Regions from separate parts of the Sus scrofa genome. Here all the other regions are linked to region 2. The links are chromatin contacts, called in public Hi-C and HiChIP or PLAC-seq maps. All regions are on one chromosome and are shown on one strand. Each heading gives the region's core, a stretch centred on a gene start, on an enhancer-like site or on the middle of the called end of the contact. The rest is flanking DNA. Distances are from core to core; before and after follow the strand shown.

The links. Hi-C and Micro-C count contacts between places; a contact is called where the count stands out from the background. HiChIP or PLAC-seq counts read pairs in DNA pulled down with a chosen protein or histone mark.
Region 1: a contact with region 2 is called in a Hi-C map of skeletal muscle, with 3 times the contacts expected there. The contact joins the promoter of GH1 here to the promoter of ICAM2 in region 2. A contact is called at or near these places in 16 of 47 Hi-C or Micro-C datasets (blood, embryonic fibroblasts, epiblast stem cells and 9 more) and 2 of 2 datasets of contacts at active chromatin or transcription factors (alveolar macrophages and skeletal muscle).
Region 3: an H3K27ac HiChIP or PLAC-seq map of alveolar macrophages shows a contact between it and region 2. The contact joins the promoter of LOC100512920 here to the promoter of ICAM2 in region 2. A contact is called at or near these places in 6 of 47 Hi-C or Micro-C datasets (blood, heart right ventricle, liver and 2 more) and 2 of 2 datasets of contacts at active chromatin or transcription factors (alveolar macrophages and skeletal muscle).

The regions. Positions count from the first base shown.
Region 1 is chr12:15,061,664-15,066,231 of Sscrofa11.1, reverse strand. GH1 (growth hormone 1) reads right to left here and starts at 1,267. Exons shown (of 5, transcript NM_213869.1): 1 at 1,199-1,267; 2 at 794-954; 3 at 467-583; 4 at 115-276. The coding sequence starts at 1,208.
Region 2 is chr12:14,985,293-14,989,896 of Sscrofa11.1, reverse strand. It overlaps ICAM2 (intercellular adhesion molecule 2), which reads right to left and starts at 3,261. Exons shown (of 5, transcript NM_001001631.1): 1 at 3,179-3,261; 2 at 940-1,203. The coding sequence starts at 3,239.
Region 3 is chr12:15,085,296-15,089,937 of Sscrofa11.1, reverse strand. It overlaps LOC100512920 (intercellular adhesion molecule 5), which reads left to right and starts at 2,868. Exons shown (of 8, transcript XM_013980848.2): 1 at 2,868-4,132.

The DNA of each region.
Region 1 (4,568 bases), core at 18-2,517, 78 kb before region 2:
AGAGAGAGCATGGGACCCTCTCCCCCAGCCCACGTGCGTCCCCCCACCGCTCCGCTCAGCCGGGAGAGAGCCGGCATGGGCCCCAGTGTGCGGGACCCGCAGCGCCATCCCCACCCGCATCAGGGCCTGGATGCCCTCCTCCAGGTCCTTCAGCTTCTCGTAGACGCGGTCTGAGGTGCCAAACACCAGGCTGTTGGTGAAGACCCTGCTGAGGAACTGCACGGGCCCGAGCCACGACTGGATGAGCAGCAGCGAGAAGCGCAGCAGCTCCACGTCCTGCGGGCAGATGCGTGGATGGGGGGCGCTGCCTCCGCCGGTGGGCGTCCCCCTCACCACCCCGCCCTCTGCCACCATCACCCCCACCAGCTCGGGGAGAAGGCCGCCCAAGGCCCTGATGATGAGAGATGGGGCAGCCTTCTTAGGAAGAGGGAGGCCCCTGCTCCCCGGCTGGCAGGTGGCCACTCACCGATCTCTGCTGGGCCTCGTCCTTGCCCGTGGGGGCCGGGATGGTCTCCGAGAAGCAGAAGGCAGCCTGGGCGTTCTGGATGGAGTACCTCTGTCCCTCCGGGATGTAGGCGCGCTCCTGGGAGAGGGGACAGCCATCCAGGTCTACACTGGGGCGCGGTTCTCCTTGCTGCTTTTCTTGGGAATCCCCTTCAGTTTACACTCACCTGATAGCATCTTCGGTTGGCCTCAATACTCCAGAACCCCTCATTTTCCTCCCACTAGGCAGAGAGGGACGAATTCACCCCTCTCCACCACCCCCCTCCAGCACCCTCCCTGGGGAGCTTACAAACTCCTTGTAGGTGTCAGCAGCCAGTTGGTGCAGGTGCTGGGCCCGGAGCACGGCGTTGGCAAATAGGCTGGACAAGGGCATGGCTGGGAAGGCGCCCACCTCCCGAGTCCAGGGCAGGCAGAGCAGGGCGAAAGCCAGGAGCGCGGAGGTCCGAGGGCCTAGAGACCAGGAGGGCCCGTGAGAGAGGGATCCCAGAGACAAGAGGCCTGGGCTCCACCAGCCCTGTCCCTTCTCCTCCCCCTCCCCCAGGGACATTTAAAACTTGGCCTCATATCTAGGAGTAGATATCCATGCTCACATTCGGAAACCCCAAAGCCCAAGGTTGGTGCCCCATCCATCTGCATGGCCCCCACGTCACCCTTCAGAACACACCAAGCCCACTGGGATTTTAGGGGCACTTGCCTGCAGCCATCACAGCCGGTGAGCTGTCCACAGGTCCCTGAGTGGTCTGGGGAGCTGGGTCCTGGGATTCTGGAATTGGTCCCTTTTGGGCCCTTTTTATACCCTGGCCTCTTCTCTCTCCCTCTGCCCCCACCTATTTTCTCTATACATTTATGCATGGCCCACTGGCAGGCATGTGCTAATGGATAATTTAGAACCTCCTCCCACTCATCCTGTTCCCGCTCCTCCTCTGGGGTCATGTCCCCCGGGTCCGTCAACTTCCCCTCCCCACTGTCACCAGCCCCGAGAGCTGTCGTACACACAGGGTCTCAGCTTGAGAGACCACCCGATCTGTCCTTTTTTCAAGGGGAAGGTGGCAGACGCGCTCTGGCAGGGTGTCATGGTGGGGTTGTCCACCAGGATGAGGAGGGCCCATGCTGGTCCCCAAAAAGGGACAATATTCAGATGGATGGATGAACCCTGAGAGCTAGGCTGATGCTTCCTCACTCTTTACACCTTTACTCCTCCCTGCACTGATGCCCTCCAGCCACCAGAAAGAATGTGTGTGTTGGGAAAGGGGGCCAAGGAGAGCACTCAGTTCCGGGGTTTCTGGGCATGGATTCCAGCTTTGCCCCATCACCATCCTCCTGCCTGCCACCTGACGTGGCCTGAGGCCCAGCTGGATGCAGTGCTAACATTGACCACTAGAGGGCCCCAGCTCTATGCTTTCCCTGAGCCTAGGGGCTCCCGCAGGTGGGTGGGACAAAGGACCAAAACTTGAAGTATTGCCTCTGACCCTGGGATCCGTCACAGAGATCCTGGGAACAAACACTGCCCACAAGTGTTTCCTCCTGTAGCCCTGTCCCCATCAGAGAATCTCAATGTTGGAAGAGTCCTTGAGGGCTTGAGGCTCACCCCCAGCACTGGAGTTTGGGCACAGCACCCTGAAAGATGCCCTCTCCAGCCACTGTGGTCTCCTACAAGTCTGTCTTCTCCTTAGTAGCTGTGTTGTGCATATCAGGTTGCGAAGAGCGTGCCTGTGCCATCTCACATTAGACCCTCGCGACCACCTAGTGAAGGAGGGATCCTTATCACCCCATTTAACAGAGGAGGAGACTGAGGCTCAGAGAGGCTTACTTTTTTTTTAAGGGCCGCATTAGCAGCATGTGGAAGTTCCCAGGCTAGGGGTCCTACCCCACAGCCACAGCCATGCCGGATACTTAACCCACTGAGCAAGGCCAAGGATTGAACACGCGTCCTCACGAATGCTAGTCAGGTTTGTTACCACGGAGCCACGACAGGCACTCCTCAGAGAGGCTTACATGTTACAGCTTCCTAAGCCCTTTCTTCAAAGCAGACTGGATGGGTGCCACTCTATTTTTTAAAACTTCTAGATCCCTCAGATCACAAGGATCCTGCCACTAGTCGCAAGAGTGCCTTCGCCTCATTTAGTCCTCCTTCAAGAGTCAGATTGCTGTCCATCCATTTTCCAGATAAAAACAGCCCAGAGACACGGGGTGTATGGTGGAGACCACACAGCAGGGCAAAGCTAGGGTCAGGAAAGCTAGGGCTGCAGGTGCCCAGGGTTGGGGCCACTTCAGCATCGGGAGGTCATCAGTATCAAACTGTCTCCAGGGATAAGAGCACTTCCTCTCAGTTTAAACCGTTGAGTGGAAGAACATTTAGCACTCGACTCTGTGGGAAAACAAACCAACAAGCAAAGCTTTCTGGAGGTGGTTGATTATGGTGTTGGCACCCGGTGTGGAAAAGTCACCCCCCTCCCCATGGTCCAGAACCTGAGAGCTTGCACCTTGCAACATCCGCCCCCCTTTTAGGATCAGAGGATAGAGTTGTCTTTTCTTCCATCTTGAACCATTGCCCATCTGTGCTCCTGATTCGCTATCTGCTAAGAAGGACACCGGGATCTCCAGGACCTGTCCCCAGGCAGTCCCCCAGGAGGACTAGGAGGAGTGTCATTATAGGCTCAGAGGAAGGTGAGGCCACAAGAAAGGTGAGGACCCTCCTTTCCTCTCCTTCCAGCTCCACCAAAGGGGAGGAGCCCAGCGGGAAGCGGGGGAGGGTCTCTGAGCCCCATGCGGTGTTCTGCCCCCTTGAAACATCTTTCTTCTCTGTCACCTGGGGGAAGGGGCACTGAGGTGGAACCTCCCATGACAGGCCTCTAGCTAATGCTAGGGGACTAGTATGTGAACTGTGGACCATGCGAGAAGCCTCAGGTCTCCCCTAGGAGTTAGGGTGCAGGAGCCCAAGTTGGGGACTGCTCAAGAGCCACACAAGTTGGGCACCAGCGAGGTGTGGCTGAGGCTCCTACCAGTCAGGTTACTGCCAAGAACAGGTAGGACCAGCCAGAGCAAGGGCACGTATCCTCTCGCCAGCCCACTTCTGCTTGGCCCACGCAATGCTGGGGATCCCTGGGATACACTTTCATAACAGGTTACCACGATGGCAGCCATCGGACCCAAAGAGGGAAGAACCGAAGAGTGTGGAGGTGGGTACCCGGATCCTTTTCTCTCGTCTAGAAAAGGTCTTTTCGAGGCGCTTTAGTCATGGAGACATATACATAATTCATTGCTAGTAGAAGAGAAACTTTGAATTGGACCTGAGATTTTCCCACCAGTGGGAGTCACCCAGCCTTTCTTGTGGCACCATCTGGGACCAGATGCCTGGCTTCTCCAGGCTCAGAGACTGCGCACAGCGGCCTCTGCATGGTGGCCAGCGGGGAGAGGCTGTGATCTGTATCTCCAGCGTCAGCCTCAAAGGGTTCAGGATGAAGCTCCCATCATCTTGGGATCCACAGATTTCAGTGTGTTTGGAACTCCTTTCATATTTCCAGAATTGGCCAGCCCTGGGGTTCTCTGTACCTATTGTAGCAACCCACAGTTCTCCTCTTGATCTGAAAGTGGCCTATTTCAGACTTCAAGAACCCCTCTGAGGTTCAATTCCCTGGGGCTTGGGGCCGTCGCATTAATTACAGGCATACTTGTCCTTACCTTAGGCGCAGCCTCAGAGCGGCTGGTGGCAGCTCTTTCCAAGCCCCTCTTGGTCACTTGGGGTTCACGTTTCTCACCTCTCTCTGTCCCGCCTTCCTTGAAGCCAGAGGCCGGGACTGCCCCCAGGGAAGGCTCCACCTCTTCTTTGCTTCGAGCATGAGTCTTGACTGCATTGATCATAGCACGTTGGGTCAATGTCTTTAGAGAACATTATTGTTCTATTAATATTATGCCCAAGGGCGTCTCCAGGAGAGATGGGGAAGGAGACCAACATTTCTGAGCACCCTCTATATGCCAGGCAGTGTACTGGGTGCTGGGGTGGTGGGGTGGGTGAGCCGAGTTTCATACAAGGACACTCAGGCTCAAAGTGATAAGCAGTTTTT
Region 2 (4,604 bases), core at 2,012-4,511:
TGCCGCCTCTATCCCCTAGTAGTTAAACTCAGTAGTACCTGGCTTCCTTTTTATTTTTTTATTTTTTATTTATTTTTTTGTCTTTTTGCCATTTCTTGGGCTGTTCTCGCAGCATATGGAGGTTCCCAGGCTAGGGGTCGAATCAAAGCTGTAGCCACCAGCCTGAGCCAGAGCCACAGCAACGCAGGATCTGAGCCGCGTCTGCGACCTACACCACAGCTCATGGCAACGCCGGATCCTTAACCCACTGAGGCAAGGCCAGGGATCGAACCCGCAACCTCATGGTTCCTCGTCGGATTTGTTAACCACGGAGTCAGGACGGGAACTCCCCTGGCTTCCTTTTCGAATTAGAATACCTTGCCCCTGGCAGCCCCAGGAAAGTAGGTTAGATTGAGGACATCTTTCTACTCATTGGATCCCTGATGCTGTACTGAGGAAGACTTGAGCCAAGCTGTTGAGAGAATCCCAGCTTATTCAAGGTCTCCATGGCCCATGAGCAGGTGTGATGGTCACGCCTTTGCCAAGAGCCCTCAGGGGTGGAGATAAAACCCCCAGGTGACACCTCAACCTTCTCTCCAAGAGGCGAAAGGGCCACTGGGGAGTGTGCCAGCCCTTCTGACACGGCCCCTGCTGCTTGCCCCGGGACATGGGGTGGTCGGTGGTATAGTCCTGCACGGGAAGCAGCTTTTAGATTTGTCCTAACCTTGTTTGGATCATCCTTTTCTGAGCAAACCACAAACCCAGGGCTGCCAGCAGGCTCGAGGCGGCCAGGGAAGGGGTGAGCAGATTCGGAGCCCATGGCCCTGGGGCCAGGGAGCCCGGGGAGCGGGGGGGGGCATCACGAGAGTAGCCAGCAGCAGTAAGAGAGCAGCTCTGCGTACACTGGGGAGACGCAAGCTCTGGCCTGGGGAGGAGGGTGGCCCATGGGACGGCACTCACAGAACACGCTGATGTTGAATCTCTTGATCTCCTGCCTGCCGGAGCAGGTGAAATAGCAAAGGAGGATGGTGTCCTGGGAGACATTGACCTCATACAGCTTCCACTGAGCCCCCTCTTTCAGGAGCTTCTTGGAGACGGTGGTCTCCAGACCACTGTTCTCAGGCTGAGTACAGCTGGCACTACAGTTAATCACCTGGGACCTTCCAGACTCCACCACCAGCTGCTTCGTCCACGTGGGTTTCTCGAACGCCTCCTTGCCAGACCCTGGAAGACCAGAGACACTGGGCAGCAGGTGTCCCCGCTTCCCTGCCCAGTGGAACTGCCCACGGCAGGCCATCTGATCAAGGGGTAGGGGTCCAAGGAGAAAGGCCAGGGATGGCCCCTCTGCTTCTCTCCCCTTGTTCAGAACGTATGGCCTCAAATCTAGACCCAGGAGGCTGCCCCTGTCCCCAGGCTGTCTCCCTGCCTCTGGTTGCTGTCCCTCCAGCTCGTGACCTCCAGATGAGTCTTTCTCATGCACATCTTCTAAATCCGTGGAGTGAGACCTTATTTGACCTTCATGGCCCAGCCCAAATGTCCCCTCATGAAGGCCTCTCTGAAGTGGAGGCAGCTTGTGTCCTCTGAGCCCGCATGGTCATGGGTTCGACTCTTTCCCCCCTCCGCCCTTCTCCTGCAAATCCTTTTTGAGCATCTCTTGGGTGCCAGGCACTGTTCTAGGCTCCGGGGACCCAGCAGGACCCAAGCAGACCTCACCCCACCCTTACAGAGCTCACAAAGTAAAGGAGACAGACCATAAGCAGCAAAATAGGCAGGCTGTTGCTGGTGGCAAGTGACTGGGAAGGGAAATGGGGTGCGGGTATCATGTGAAAGAGTGTGGTCAACACAGGCCTCACTGAAACACCGAGGTTTGTGCAAAGACATGAAAGAGGTTGGGGGAGCCTGGCAGGTGCCTGCGGTGGGGAGGGAACCGCCAGTGCCAGGACCTCAGGCAGGGAGGAGCCCAGGATGGCTGGAGCTCAGGGAGGAGGAAGGTGGGGGGGCAGGGGGGAGGCGAGTCAGGAAGGTCATGGGACCACTTTGCAAATGACTCACATTCCTGCTGCCTCTCCTTTGCTGCCTCTCCCATTTTGGAGTTTCTAGAGGGCAGAGCCTGGGTTTCACATGTTTCCTTTGTGCTCAGCACAATGCTCCCCCTGTGTGTGGCATCAGGCCAAGAAATGTTCCAGGCACGAAGACAGAGCCCTCGGCGCTCACCTCCCACTCAGTGATCACCAGAAGGTCCTTGATCCCCACCTGCTGGGCCTGGCCTGTGTCCTGTTGGCTCCTGCCACACCGGCATGCCCCCACTTAGCCCTCAGCTAGCAGCATAGAAAGAAGGGGCAAGAGAGGCAGGGAAAGAGAAGTTGGCGGGGTTTGTTTGTTTGTTCGTTTCTTTGGCTTTTTATGGCCACACCCGTGGCATATGGAAGTTCCCAGGCTAGGGGCTGAATCGGAGCTGTAGCCACTGGCCTACACCACAGCCACGCCAGATCTGAGCCATGTCTGCAATATACACTTCAGCTCAAGGCAACACCAGATCTTTAACCCACTGAGTGAGGCCAGGGATTGAACCCACATCCTCATGGATACTGGTGGGCCTTGTTACTGCTGAGTCACAATAGGAACTTCCAGGAAAGAGAGATTTGAATCTTGAATTTGCCCGGTGCCAGTCGTGTGGCGTTGAGCAAAGTGCTTTCTCTCTCTGAGCCTCAGTTTCTTCCTCTGGGCCAATAATCCCTTTCCTGCAGGGTTGTCATGAAAGTACATGGCAGGTGTGCTCAGCACACGGTGGCATTTTCCTTCAAGGGCCCTTTGACCCCCTCGAAGGGGTTTCATTTTCACTTTGAGTGGACCCAGAAGGTGATGCCCTCTGCTGCCCCCTAGGCCACACTGGACAACAAGCTGGGAACTCCCTTCACCTCCCGAGCATCCCGCCTAGCCCACCATTCAGTCTCCACGACCTGCCACATCCACATGCCATGAAGCTATGGGGCCTGTTGAACTGGATGCCCAAAAGGCCAGGACCCCCACCCGCTGCCCGGGGTCATGGGGAAGCCAGGCTGGAACAGCCTCCGGTACCCATGATGGGCAGCCGCTGTGTTCAAAGCCTCCGCAACTTCCAGCCCCGAAGCCAGGGGAACAGACGACCCACCCTCTGGGCTGGCAGACGCCCAGTCGGAAACCCCAGGCGCTGGCTTACCTGGGCAGCAGAGCAGGGCGAGAAAGGCCATGAACAGTCCCCAGGAATCAAAAGGGGACATCTTGAGTGGCACCCACGGGCTGGCAGGAAAGAGCTGAGGACCGCCTGGCGAGAGATGGGGGCGCAGGTCAGGGAGTGGTGGCCGGGAGCCGCAATCCGGAACCCCCAGCCATCTGTGTGCCGATGACCACACTTCCTCTCATTATTTGAGGAAGACGTGGCGCCCAGGGCTCAGGTCTATAAGCAACAGGCAGAGGAAGCTGGGAAAGAGCTGATAAGCAGGGATAACCTTGTCATCCTGGCATGCTCCCATCAGGGGACACATGTGACAGTGCTGCATGTGCACGGAGGACAGTGATGCCCACAAGCCCCAGATCTGGGGAGCCCCAAATCCCAGGGGACACACTGTCAGGGTCCCCTCTGGGAAGGGACTATCCAAAGTCAGGACCCGGCCAGGGCATGCAGTCACCATGACTAAGTGGGCAGAGAAACCCGGGCAGGAACTGCTGGTGCTTTAGTCAACTGCCTGGCACAAGTCTGCTTAAACCTGGACACTCCGCTTTCAATCTCAGCCAGCCTCTGACTCCCTGATACAAGACAACTTGAGGGCGGCACTCCCATCATGGCGCAGCGGAAATGAATCTGACTAGGAACCATGAGGTTGAGGTTCGATCCCTGGCCTTGCTCAGTGGGATAAGGATCCGGCGTTGCTGTGGCTGTGGTGTAGGCCGGCAGCTACAGCTCCGATTAGACCCCTAGCTTGGGGACCTCCATAAAAGGACAAAAGACAAAAAAAAAAAAAAAAAAAAAGACAACTTGAGGGAAACGCACTCAGCATAGTCCCCAGCAGCCCCAGCATAGTCCCCAGCAGGCGCAGACAGAAGTAACTCGGGGAGGCTTCCTGGGCTAGCTTAGGGTGCACCCCCACTCCAGACAGGGGGCCTTGATGGGGGGGGGTAGGGCTGAGGACTTGCAGTGTGTTTCTAGAGAGGCTTTGTCACCACTGAGGGCATCCCTGGAAACAGTGCGCAGGTGAGGGGGGATTCGATGGTCCGGGGTCGGGGTGGCGATCCCCCCCCAGGGAGCTTTTCATCATGATACATCCAGTCTCCGAAGGCCCCAGTTACACCCAGAGCCTCAGGACCGGCAGGGCCTGGGAGGGGCAGGAGAATAGGTCTGCTTGCTTTCTCAGGGGTGCCCCTGCTTGGTCCTTTTCAAAGAGACACCCCAGCCTTTTAAGGACTCAGGCCTCCATTCCTGGATTCAGAGGGTGGGATGAGGTCATGCCCTTCTCTTCGGCTCTGAGGCCAAAGGCCATTGCCATTGTGTGCAGCTGTCAAGTGCTGCCACTGCCAACCTGGATGCAGGGAAGTTCCTGGACAGCACTGGGTGGGCTTCAGACCATACAGAGAGAAGACGGAGAAAA
Region 3 (4,642 bases), core at 1,619-4,118, 100 kb before region 2:
GCTTATTCTTGAAACTCTTCCTTCTCTTACTTTCCCTGAGTCTCAGTCATCAAGTTCTATTGGTTTTATCTCCTAAATCTCTCTTGGGTCCATCCTACCCATCTTAAGTCAGGTCCTCAGAATCTCTTCCATAACTCATCCAGTTGGTTTCTCTGCTAATAGGCCATTCCACCCCATCCTACCTGCCAATTTTATCCCAAGATGGCAAATCTGATCACATCACTCCATTTTCCAAAATTTGTGTGCTCTCCATCACCTTTTAGCAGACCCTTAACCTGCTGCACCACAGCGGGACCCCTTTATTTTCATAAAGCCTTTAAATTGTTAGGTGACTTCAGACAAATTAAATATTCCTTAAATATTGCCATAAAATAAAAATCCATTAATTAAAAGTTCCCAGAAATCTACAAAAGCATTCAAAACTAGTACATACAGTAGTAATTGCTGGCAACTTTATTAAGAAGTGTAAGAAATATCTTTTTTGAGAAATGGTATTAGAGGTCCTTCCCACTTAGCCTTTTTTCCTAATTTCTTTCTTTTTTGGCTGCCCCAAGGCATATAGCATTCCCAGGCCAGGGATCAGATCCAAGCCCCAGTTGCAACCTGTGAGACAATGCTGGATCCTTAACCCAGCGAGAGAGGCCAGGGATTGAACTCTCATCCTCATGGATACTAGTTGGGTTCTTAACCTTCTGAGCCACAATGGGAACTCCCTTTTCAGGTACTTTTGAACATCATTTTCTATTTTGTTCACATGCTTACATTTTTCCAGTTCCTCAATGACTTAGCAGCCTTAACTTTCATTTCTTCAATTAAAATTTTAAACTTCAATATTTTTAAGGCCGTTAATATAATTCCTTCTAATAAAAATAGCTGTATCATATAAAAATAGTTTTCTAAAAGTTCTGATAATTTTATAAATTGGTCACTTGTGAACTGAATTTTGGTAAATGAGCTTGCTCCAGCTGATCCATTTATGTGAATGATGCTTTCCTAGGGAAATGGAGAAGGTATTCCTTCAAATGGATAATCACCTTGGCCCAGGTAGTTCCTTGTGGGGGGACTGGGTTATAGAAACAGCAGGTTTAAACATGACAAAAAGCAGGAGAAACCCCAGCTCGAGAGCTATCCTCTTCTGAACCTGCATCGCTCATTCGACTTTTTTTTAAACTTGGTTTCTGGGCTCCCCAAATATGCTGCTTCCCTGATCCCTCAAAACTCTCTTTCTCCCTTACCTGCTCTTTAGTCCTGGGGCTGTCTATGCCTGACTCAGAGCAACTTGTTTATAGAGGCTAAATCACTAGTTAGGATCAGTATAGTCTTTATGTATATAGTTTCGGCATAGTCTTAACCAGAATTAGAAGAGTATATAAATAAAGGGTTAAACATGAGGAGTCAGTACTAAGTGAATCAACCTTGTTGGCCCATCAGAGTCAAGGTGAGGATAAGATCTGAGCTAGGGAGTAAACAAAGAAAAATCCAGGAATCCAGGTGGAAGGTCACTAGTCAATAAACCCAAGAGAGTGAGAGTATAAAGCTCAAGAAAGATTTGGGAGTCAAAGTTAACTGTTATGGTTAAGCTGGTTTTAACCTTCTGCCCAGATGCTTTAACTCCTGATTGGGACCAACTTGGAACAGAGTTCTGGGAAGGGGAAGCAGAGGTAATTTTTATCAGAGTTATTTCCTGAGCAGGCATTGTTTCTGCACTGTCCTGGAGTTCACACTGGAGGAGTGTGTGGATGGAGACAAGAGCCCCAAACAAAAGCCACAGCACAATATGATGAGTGCTCTTAGACCAGTTTAGATCTAGTGCTATGGAAGACAGAAAAGAGAACAACAAATTGACAATGGCAGTTGGAGGGTGGGGGATAAGAAATCATGGAAAAGTCCAGAAGCAGTGACATTTAGTTGACCTTGAAGAATAAACAGACTCTTGCATAGCAGAGAACTGGGGAAGAGCACTTATTCATTTAATAAATATGTATTGAGTACTTAACTTTGTGCCAGGTATAGTTCCAGGCAGTGGGGATGCAGTGGCAAACAAGACAAAGTCCCAGCCTTAAAGGAGCTTATATTCTAGTGACATCATAGGCAGAAGAACCACCGTGTGAAAGGCATGTTCAGGGAGGGGCAAGTTCAAATGTGGCTTGATGGCAGAATACATGAGATGTTGCTGGACAATAAAGCTAGAGAGGTAGGAGAACAGAGAATAAAGAGCCGATTATGCCATTTTTAGATAAGACTCTTTTGTAAGCCATAAATATTGTGTGTGGTGTGTGTGTGTGTGTGTGTGTGTGTGTGTGTGTGTGTCTTTTTAGGGCCACACCCACGGCATATGGTGGTTCCCAGGCTAGGAGTCTAATGAGAGCTGTAGTTGCTGGCTTACGCTTCAGCCACAGCAACGCCAGATCCAAGCTGTGTCTGCAACCTACACCACAGCTCACGACAACGCCAGATCCTGACTGGATGAGAGAGGCCAGGGATTGAACCCGCAACCTCATGGCTCCTAGTCGGATTCATTTCCACCGAGTCACGACGAGAACTCCGGCTTTTAAGACTTTAGAAACACTTTCTGCCAAAGAAAACTTGCAAGGTCACACAATCTTAAAAACAACAACAAGAAGAAAAAAAACCAATGAAATTAGAGCACCTGTGAGGGTTCCCCCTGGGGCTCAGTGGTAATGAACTCTACTAGTATCCATAAAGACTCAAGTTCGATCCCTGGCCTCACCCAGTGGGTTAAGGATCCAGTATTGCCATGAGCAGCGGTGTAGATCACAAACACAACTCAGATCTGGCAATGCCGTGGCTGTGGTGTAGATTGGCAGCTACAGGTCCAATTCAACCCCTAGCCTGGGAATCTCCATATGCCCCCAGCGCAGCCCTAAAAGGACAAAAGACAAAATAAAAAATAAAAAATAAAAAGGACTTAGACTGGCCACCAAAATTGCCAACAATAATTTCCCCGCCTGCCACCCCCATATAGAGAATAGTAAGGCCTCTCTAAATCTGTGTCCTCATCCATAATATAGGGTTAAATATAGTGCCTCCTTGCTTGAAGGTAGTTCAATTAAATGAAATAGATGCATGTAATGATTGCCCTCCTGAAGAAAAACAAAAAAACCCCAAATCCTCAAACTTCACTACACCAAGAAACTCAGCCCATGCCTCATGACCTTTCCAAGCAAGGACTTTCAGAGAGCCCAAGCCTCAACAGGATGCCGCCCATGTGAATGGCCAGATTTGGGCTCAGGGAAAGTGTTCTGAGACTCCACCCTGGGAGACATTTGATGTGGAAGATGAGGAACGAGGTCCTGGGGAGAACAAAAGCAACAGAGGAGGTTTTACACGCTCACCCTCATTTTTCATGTCTTATTAATAGGTCCCGGCGGGGAGGCAAGCGCACAGGCACCTTTGGTAGGAAGTGAGGCCGGAAACGCTGGTTCGCTCAAGCGTGTTACTTGTATGTGGAGAGCAGGGGGCGTGGCGCCGAAAAGGCTTAAGAGACCATGGCCGAAAGTCCTTCCGAACCCCTTTCCCACCCAACTCAGGAAGCGCTTGGAGTCCGGGGAGCATTTTTGTCCGTGTGACTAACGACTGCTTGACTTCGAGCCGGCCTCAAGACCCAAGGCGGGAATGAGGGTGCGCGCGCAGTCCCCTCCGCGGCAGGAGTGCACGTGTTCAGGCCGCACCACCAGACCAAAAGGCACAGGGGTGCCCACAATTCCTTATTTTCCTTATAGAGATCACATTTGCGACGACCAACCTTTATCTCTTGTTTTCACATTATTTTATGCGGTAGCCATCACCTTGAGTCAAATATACGCTCTCTGCCAGGCGGGATACAGGTTTTCCTACTCTCATCTTCCCCACAATCCCCTCCTGTCGTTCTAGCTTCCTTCCCGCCCCCCCCAGTCTCAGCCAACCCTCGCTAAGCTTCTGCGTAGACGTCACGAGTTTCTAGGCAGATCATGAAAATCCTCGCGGCCGGGAGCGTCTTCGTGCGCCCTCGCCCGGCAGTGCCTACCTAACGGTCTGAACGCGTGGCTGGCGCCTGAGAGCGAAGCGCGCGAGGCCGCCCAGCGACCGAAGCGGCTGGAGCATCGAGGAGTGGTCCTCAGTGAGAATTTAGGTCTGGTTTTTTTTGCTTTGTTTTGTTTTGTTTTGTTTGGATAGGTTCATACCGGTTTCCTGTCAGATCCGTAGGGGGGGGGGGGGAGTCTGGCCTCCTGACAGGCGTCTCCTCACACTCAAAGGATGAGGAGCACACATTGAAGTATTTTCCCTACATAGTTAAAAAATTTTCGGAGTTCCCGTCGTGGCTCAGTGGTTAACGAATCCGACTAGGAACCATGAGGTTGAGGGTTCGATCCCTGGCCTTGCTCAGTGAGTTAAGGATCTGGCGTTGCCGTGAGCTGTGGTGTAGGTCTCAGACGCGGCTCGGATCCCGCGTTGCTGTGGCTCTGGTGTAGGCTGGTGGGTACAGCTCCGGTTAGACTCCTAGCCTGGGAACCTCCATATGCCACAGGAGCAGCCCAAGAAATGGCAAAAAGACAAAATAAAAAAATAATAATAATTCAAATACCATCTGCTTTTAAAACCCTTCATGGCCTTTTGGGCTGAGAGCCATGTTCAGTATGCA